2 separate regions of the Danio rerio genome follow, and region 2 is linked to region 1. The links are chromatin contacts, called in public Micro-C maps. All regions are on one chromosome and are shown on one strand. Each heading gives the region's core, a stretch centred on a gene start, on an enhancer-like site or on the middle of the called end of the contact. The rest is flanking DNA. Distances are from core to core; before and after follow the strand shown.

Region 1 (3,995 bases), core at 130-2,629:
TACTGTAACTCATGCTTTATTAGATTATGCAAAAATATTTCGATTGCAATGACAAAAACTACGTGAAATGAACTGAAATCCAAAGCCCCATCATACAAAGGGAAGCATGCGACATTTAGGTGAAGCGGGTGTTTCATAAATTAATATAAATTATTCCTTAGCATTAAATCTACTGTTAAACATCTGTAAATCCACATTATTAGAGGGTTAACATAATCCGATAGGTTATAACACGATGTTGAATTCAGAAATGAAATAATACAATATTTTTAGACCGTCGTGCAGGAGGTATGACAAACTGAAACAAAACTTTTAAGACACAAATATTACGTTTTCTTGCAAAAATTTGATTTATGTTATACCTGTGATTTAAAAGACAACTTGTGAGCGCTTTTATGCAGGTGATGTCAATTATGTTTCCATTTTAGAATTTAGAGAAATAAAAAACTTAAGCAAACGACAACAAAGATGGCGTATAATAGGCTACTGGCACGAGTGAGAATGCATACGTGTACATTGGTATTAAAATAAAATAAAAATAAATAAATGTATCTATATTTTAAAATATTTATAAGAAACGAAACGCATGCATGAAAAAATAACAACCCTAAATAAAAAGGCTAAAGCGGAAAGCACGGAAAACGTCTCGTGTCGGATTAATATTTCGTAATAAAACATTTTTACGTAAAAAATAAGCAACAATAATCGGACAGCGTGTTTCTGTGTGATATTTCTGGGATGGATAAGCAATGCCGATGAACCCAAGTCACACTAAAGCATTTTTTTTCATTTAATAAATACTTCTTGGAGTCCAAAGAGCAAGAGTAGAATCATCGTGAGGCAACGTGTGTAGCAGCAAATGCAAAAAAAAAGAGATATATAAATATATTATCCAAAACAAACCTCGAGCATCCACGTCGCGACGATTTTCCTCATTTTAGGCACAATTTCTTTCTGAACACACTTGAAATAATTTGGTGATGGGAGATAGTTTTCCTCAGCTTTAAGCATTGTCTGTAAAACTCGGTCATTCAACAGGTTGCTGTCTTGGTAAGCTCTTCTTATGGTATCCACTTCGCAGCAAAACAACTGGTGCTCCATATCTTCAGTGTTTAGCAGTGAGAAAAGTAAGAAAGCTGGAGCTCGAGTCGGACACTGGTCCCGTGGATGCTTTTTGCTGCCTCTGCTGAACCCTCTAAAAGTCTCGCTGCAGCTCTCCGCTTGACAAAACTCCCCTATGACGTGACTGTTGTTAAGGGAAGATCAAAGCAGCAGCAGCGAGCCTGTGAGAGAGCGAGAGGCTGTCTGCTCAGGGCGGAGGATCAATCTAAAGAACTATCTGCTTCTCAGTTTTGGCTCCTTTCTTTAGCCCTATGGAAATAGGAGGTCCTACGCCGGGTGACGAGTGACCAAGGAGAAGCGGTGGTGGGGGTAGGCTGGGCCGGGGTGGGGGCGCAGGGGGCAGGCTGCTAGTGTCGTGGGTATCGGGGGTGGAAAAGACTGGGGTGAAGATGTGTATTGGGTTAGTATTGGTAGGGGGCAGTATAATAGCCTAAATCAAGGTGCCCACACTGTCGCATTGAAAAACTTTTGTCACTGTAATTGTACAAGCATATATCAAAAGTTTTATTTGTAAAATAAATTTGGTCACAGTCACTTGTCTGCTTTTAAAATCAGGCTTTTAAAATGTTTTTAAAAGATTTTGGATTACTTTATGAAGTTTCATATAGCTAAGTTTCTGCACAAACTTGAATGTGGTTTCAGTAGGCTATATATGAAACAAATGTGTGGTCTTGGGTGGAGGCTTGTTTTATTTTTTTGTTTCTTTTTGGGGGGTTAGACTTAAAGAAGGAAGCACAAATTAGCCTAAACCAATGGAGGAGCACGTCAGTTGCCAGGCAGAACTGCGGCACGAGCTTTTATCTAAAAAAAAACTCCTCGTGGAAATGTTAAATAAACAAAATAAATTGTTAAAATTAATCATGTGAAGCATTCTTCTTGTCGTATTTAATAATACATTTCCTTAAATCTCATTTAACTTTTTTTTTTCTCTTTGTACACCAAAACATTAAATATTTCAAATAATAAAATAATACAAACAATAAAGTAGTTATAATATTTAGACTCGGAAACAAACCGCGTTAAAAGAAAACATTAGCTCACCGGTAAAGTTTAAACACGACATCTGCAGCTTTAACAACACAAATTGTTTGATAGAGTTTGATCAAACAGGGGCGCTCTCACTTTAAAAGACCTCACTGCTGTCGCTTCAGGATGAATTGAAGCTTTACAAATTCCGCACATTCCACTTCAATACCGTAAAACAAGTAATTTGCCTGTGCCCAAAACTTCAGCTGCAGAAAGAAGCTACAATAAAGTAACAACTTTAAATGTTAATAAATGTATTATAAGCTTATTATGCTATAATAGCAGCTAAGTTACTGTATTAAGTTCTATTACTTTAAACCTTTTTGAGAACATGCATATTAAAGAAAAAATATAACTTTTATTTTTACAGAAAAGACAAAGACAAAAAACTTTAGAGTTGCAGAAATAAGCTAGAGTAAAGGAACAACTTTAAATGTTACATGGATTTAAGTGTTCTCACAAGTCATTTACATAAGCATATCAACAACACTCTGTGTATATATATATATATATATATATATATATATATATATTTATTTATTTATTATATATTTAGTAGCAAACAGGCTAGTACGTTCATTCTAAGATCAAAAGTTATTTTATTAGCATAGTATAATATTATCTTAGGCTATAATAGCAACTGTTATTAGGCTACTGTATTATTTACTATTACTTTAAACCTCTATAAGAACATGCATATAATGGAATTTTGTATTTTTTTTTTTTTTTTACAGAAAAGACAAAGACCAAAACGAGTTGCAGAGAGAAACTAGAATACAAGAAAAACTTTAAATGTTCCACTGATTTAAGTTTTTTTCCCCCACACGTCATTTTACATATAGACATATCAACAATGCTCTTTAAATATTAGGCAAATATATTAATTAATTTAATAGCAAACAGTAGTTTAGGCTGTTCATTATAAGATCAAAAATTACTTTATTAGATTACTTTAATAATATATCAGGCTATTATATGACACTGTATTACTTACCATTATTTTAAACGTCTATAAGAAATGGCATTTGAAAGAAAATAATTCTTTTATGAACTTTCTTTTTCTTTGCATAAAAGACAAAGACTTTTTATGCGTTTTCTTTCACGTTTCATTATGTCCATTATAAAATTAGCTGAACGAGTTCATGTTAGGATAAATGTAGTCCTTTAGAAGGCTGATAATAACAAAAGGTAACAGTAATCAGTTTATTTTACAATACATAAAAAAAAAACGTATTAAAACTTTACATTTTTCGTTTTTACTTTTAAAGCCTACCTGCTAAGATTCTGAGATCCGCCTATCAAAACAATAAATCAGAAGTTGTTTTAGGAAACTTTCGAACTAAATAAACAGTAAATAATTGCTTCAACATGTCAGAAAGCTTTCTTGGGCTACAAAAGTTTTGCTAACAATGAATGAGCGACCATGTGAGTTTTTCTTGCGCGTGCATTACAAAACATACGGCAAGCGAATAGGAAGTTGCTGTTCTCCAGCCCAATCGGAAACCATTCTTGTCTGTTAGCTGCATAGCCTGCAGTGCATGTACATGTGAAGTTATACTTCGCTGTTGAAGTCACTCGTTTACAAATTATTAAGATGTTTACTGTGGATTTCCGATGTAGTCCGCAAAGGACTAATCTGATCAGTTATTAGCCTAACCTGAAAGCATTAACACTTTAAATTTCTTCTTGAGCTTCATAGACAAAGGCTGTATGTGTTTGGAGAAAAATAACATATGGGAATCTTTTATTTCTAGTGACTAACATAAAAATAGTAAATAATGTAAACTTTTATAATTGTAGAGCAGTTGGGGGCAAATAATAAAATCTTTCTGGACAAAATTGAAGTT
Region 2 (4,111 bases), core at 1,161-3,660, 86 kb after region 1:
GCCTGCCTGAATGTGAGTTTATTGCACGCAGCGCTGTATTTCACAGCACAAAACTCGCTCTGATCCGGGAGAGAGATGCCAGCGATTTGCGCTGCTGACTTTTTTTTCCTGCTGCGCATCGAATAAAGCGAATAAAGTCACGCTCAGCATCGTCGATGTCCAAATTCCACAACAACATAACTATATAAATGGAACACGAACTTGCAGACTCTTTTAACAACGAGGAAATAATTGCACTTTTTAATTCAAAGCCAGGACAGCTTGTTAATTCCGGCGAGACCACCTGAAGGACGGCGTGTTGTAATGTCGGCTGTCCAAAAGACTTTGCTTGAAAGCTTTACGGAGCGGCACTGTAACTGTCCAAGGTAACGTTACTGTTGAATGATTTATATTATAGCATATGCACTAATAAACAAGTCAAAACAATGAATGAATTAAATAAATATGGATTCTTAAATGTCAGTATTGCTTTTACTCAAAAAATATCAATACGTTTTGACAAATGTTTTATAAAAATAAAATGAGCAATTTTCATCATTTCAGCTGTAGGCAATTATATGATTCAGTTATACATAAGTTATATGACATTTATGAGGCATATAACATGTTTCTGTGTTTTTGTTCTTGGTGATCTTTAATATAGCTACGCAAATATTTTCTAAAACGTCAAGCAATAATTCGCCTACAGCTTGTTAGTTAATTATGAACACAAAATAATTATAATAATAAAAATAAAATTATCAAAATAAAAAGATAATAGAGCAGCATTTTGCTAAATATAATAGTGCTTTATATGCTTTATATCCTGCTATATGTGTTGTTTCAAATTCGTTTTTTATTTCACTTGCTGCATTCGTTATTTAATGTTTGAATAGTAAAACAAACAACAGCCATCGCTTAATTGGTTTCATTTTAACATCATAATGTAGTATATTTTATATCATTATCAACTTTTGATATAAAAACGCAGTGTAATTTAATTGATTGTTAAAAATGAAATAATTTATGTGCTGTGTTTTTATTAGTGAAAGTGCCCGCTCAACTTTGACAAGGCCTGTCCAAAATTATATTTCTGCCACTATGCAAATGCACTATTATTGTTGTCTTATCATTCTTTATTTTTCTGTTATGTTCAGAGATTTTAAATATTTATTTCCCCTCTAATTATTTTCAATCATCACGTTACATTTTGGTAATTTTCCCTCCAAATAAAATTTAGCCAAAGCTGCGCAACATATAAATAAATAAGGGTGCACATGTACCTTAGCACCCCTATTTGATAGAGCGGCATAACAGTGTTTAGTCACATGGTTGCTTTTGCTTTTATGAAAAAAAAAAATACTTGTTTCGGCTCTTATTTAACTTTAATTGAACAAAGGGAGCCGTTTACATTGCGTTACCAAGGCAACTACTGATGCGTTTTGTGTAATGTTTTAAAGAGCTTTGTCGCAGCACGACAGTGGAAAATGAAACCGTATCCGTGCTGTCTGGCCCGGTTTGGCACGGAATGGAACAGTTCTGTTAAAAGAACGATTCAGCACGATAGTGGAAAAGCGGCTTAAAATATAAGTAAACCTGCATATATAAATGTGCATGTGTGACGATATATGGCATAGTGGAAAATCAGCAAACAATTGTGCAAAACTGTCAAGAGGTAACAGCATGTACATGTGCAGTTATTGAATGAATATAAAATGAATGAATGAATGAATGAATGAATAAATATACAAACCAACAAATAAATGAATAAATAACAATCAGAACAATGAATGAGATAAACAAACAAAAAGGAATGAATGAATGAATGAATGAATGAATGAATTACTGAATGAATGAGAAATGAAACAAACCAACAAAGAATAAATACATAAGCAGATTAATATATAAGAAAAACAAACAACAATGAACAAACGAACGAACGAACGAACGAATGAATGAATGAATGAATGAATGAATGAATGAATGAATGAATGAATGAATGAAATGGTTTTTGATCTTTCAAACTCACACGAAAGCTTCAGGTGTTTTTGTGTGCTAAAGCAGACAAAAGTAAACAGAAAAGAGAAGGACTCTGATCTTGTGTGCAGTTTAAAAACAAAGTCAAGCTGAATGAACTTGCTCACATCCGGTTTCATTCAGCTGAGAAATGTGTGAGGTTGAGAATGGAAAAAAAAAGAAAATCTTGCTAAAAAGAGGAAGAGAGAAACATATCTGTCCTCAAATAAAATAATAAAGCATGTGCACTGAAATAAGCAGACGTGCAGCAGCAGACAGTAGGAAGTGTGAGGAAGGCATGTCGCTGTGTGATAGCCTTCACATTCACTGCACATCCTGTTTGTTCAGTTACTCAAACCCAGACCTGCTTGCTTTTTCATGAATGACTCTGTTCGGCTTTCCTATTGGCCAACCGCCGGCCAATCTGAGCTTTGCTTGGTGACCACACAGTGAGCACGTGCAGCAGCAGTGCACATTCATGCACAGTGCACAGACGAATGTTCCATTCGCCTTAATCCACCAGTGATATATGCATAGTATATTTTTGCAGAAGCAGAGAAAACATGCAAATATTGTCTCACTGATTCTAAATTAACCCTCACAGGAAAGAGCAGTTCGATGAACATACAATTGAAGTCAGAATTATTAGCCCCCCCCCTGTTTATTTTTCCCCCCATTTTTTGTTCAACGGAGAGAATATTTTTTCAGCACATTTCTAAACGTAATAGTTTTAGTAACTCATCTCTAATAACTGATTTATTTTATCTTTGCCAAGATAACAGTATATAATATTTTACTAGATATTTTACAAGACACTTCGATACAGATTAAAGTGACATTTAAAGACTTAATTAGGTTAATTAGGTTAACTAGGCAGGTAATTGGGCAAGTTATTGTATAATGATGGTTTGTTCTGTAGACTATCAAAAAAAAATTACTTAAAGTGGCTAATAATTTTGTCCTTTACTTGGTATCTAAAAAAATTGATAACTGCTTTTATTCTAGTCTAAATAAAACAAATAAGACTGTCTCCAGAAGAAAAAATATTATCAGACATACTGTGAAAATTGCCTTGCTCTGTTAAACATAATTTGGGAAATATTCAAAAGGGGGCTAATAATTCTGACTTCAACTGTAAATGTTTGGTTTTTAAATATTATTTTCACCATAAATAATAATTAAAATTTTGTTAATCTTTAAATTATTTGGTAACACTTTAGCTCAGGTCACAATTCATGCTTTTAACTACTGGCTTATTACCTGCAGGCTGCATATTATTAAGATATTAACTGTTCATATAGTGGGGTGTCCTAAAAGTTTGAAAACCCCTGCTATATATTATGTGATTTTGGACACAGTCACGGCACAGTGGTGCACATCACATTTTTGGGTCCACTTGAAACATTTTCAAGGTGTTCCGATGTTTTTTGTTGTGTGCAAATGTAGCGTGTTTTTAATGTGTGTGTGGGGTGAGAATATGCAGCACGTAAGCAGTCAAAAGGATGAAGAACTTTTATTAATTTGATCTAATTATAAATCTATCTGTCTGTCTGTCTGTCTGTCTGTCTGTCTACTATCTATCTATCTATCTATCTATCTATCTATCTATCTATCTATCTATCTATCTATCTATCTATCTATCTATCTATCTATCTATCTATCTATCTATCTATCTATCTATCTATCTATCTATCTATCTATCTATCTATCTATCTATCTATCTATCTATCTATCTATCTATCTATCTATCTATCTGTCTGTATGTCTGTCTGTCTACCTACTATCTATCTATCTATCTATCTATCTATCTATCTATCTATCTATCTATCTATCTATCTATCTATCTATCTATCTATCTATCTATCTATCTATCTATCTATCTATCTATCTATCTATCTATCTATCTATCTATCTATCTATCTATCTATCTATCTATCTGTCTGTCTGTCTGTCTGTCTGTCTGTCTGTCTGTCTGTCTGTCTGTCTGTCTGTCTACCTACTATCTATCTATCTATCTATCTATCTATCTATCTATCTATCTATCTATCTATCTATCTATCTATCTATCTATCTATCTATCTATCTATCTATCTATCTATCTATCTATCTATCTATC

Evidence for each region. Hi-C and Micro-C count contacts between places; a contact is called where the count stands out from the background.
Region 2: a Micro-C map of caudal fin shows a contact between it and region 1, with 3 times the contacts expected there. The contact joins the enhancer-like site here to the promoter of ccnd1 in region 1. A contact is called at or near these places in 3 of 18 Hi-C or Micro-C datasets (caudal fin, gastrula embryo and hematopoietic stem cells).

What each region holds. Positions count from the first base shown.
Region 1 is chr7:69,633,580-69,637,574 of GRCz12tu, forward strand. ccnd1 (cyclin D1) reads right to left here and starts at 1,380. Exons shown (of 5, transcript NM_131025.4): 1 at 904-1,380. The coding sequence starts at 1,101.
Region 2 is chr7:69,718,646-69,722,756 of GRCz12tu, forward strand. No RefSeq gene overlaps it. Among named protein-coding and RNA genes, the nearest start is that of ccnd1, 86 kb to the left of the region's middle. Within about 2 kb of position 2,411, at least 48 of the 62 cell types and tissues checked have an H3K27ac peak or open chromatin away from gene starts, as enhancers often do. A contact at or near this core is called in caudal fin, where this site is marked.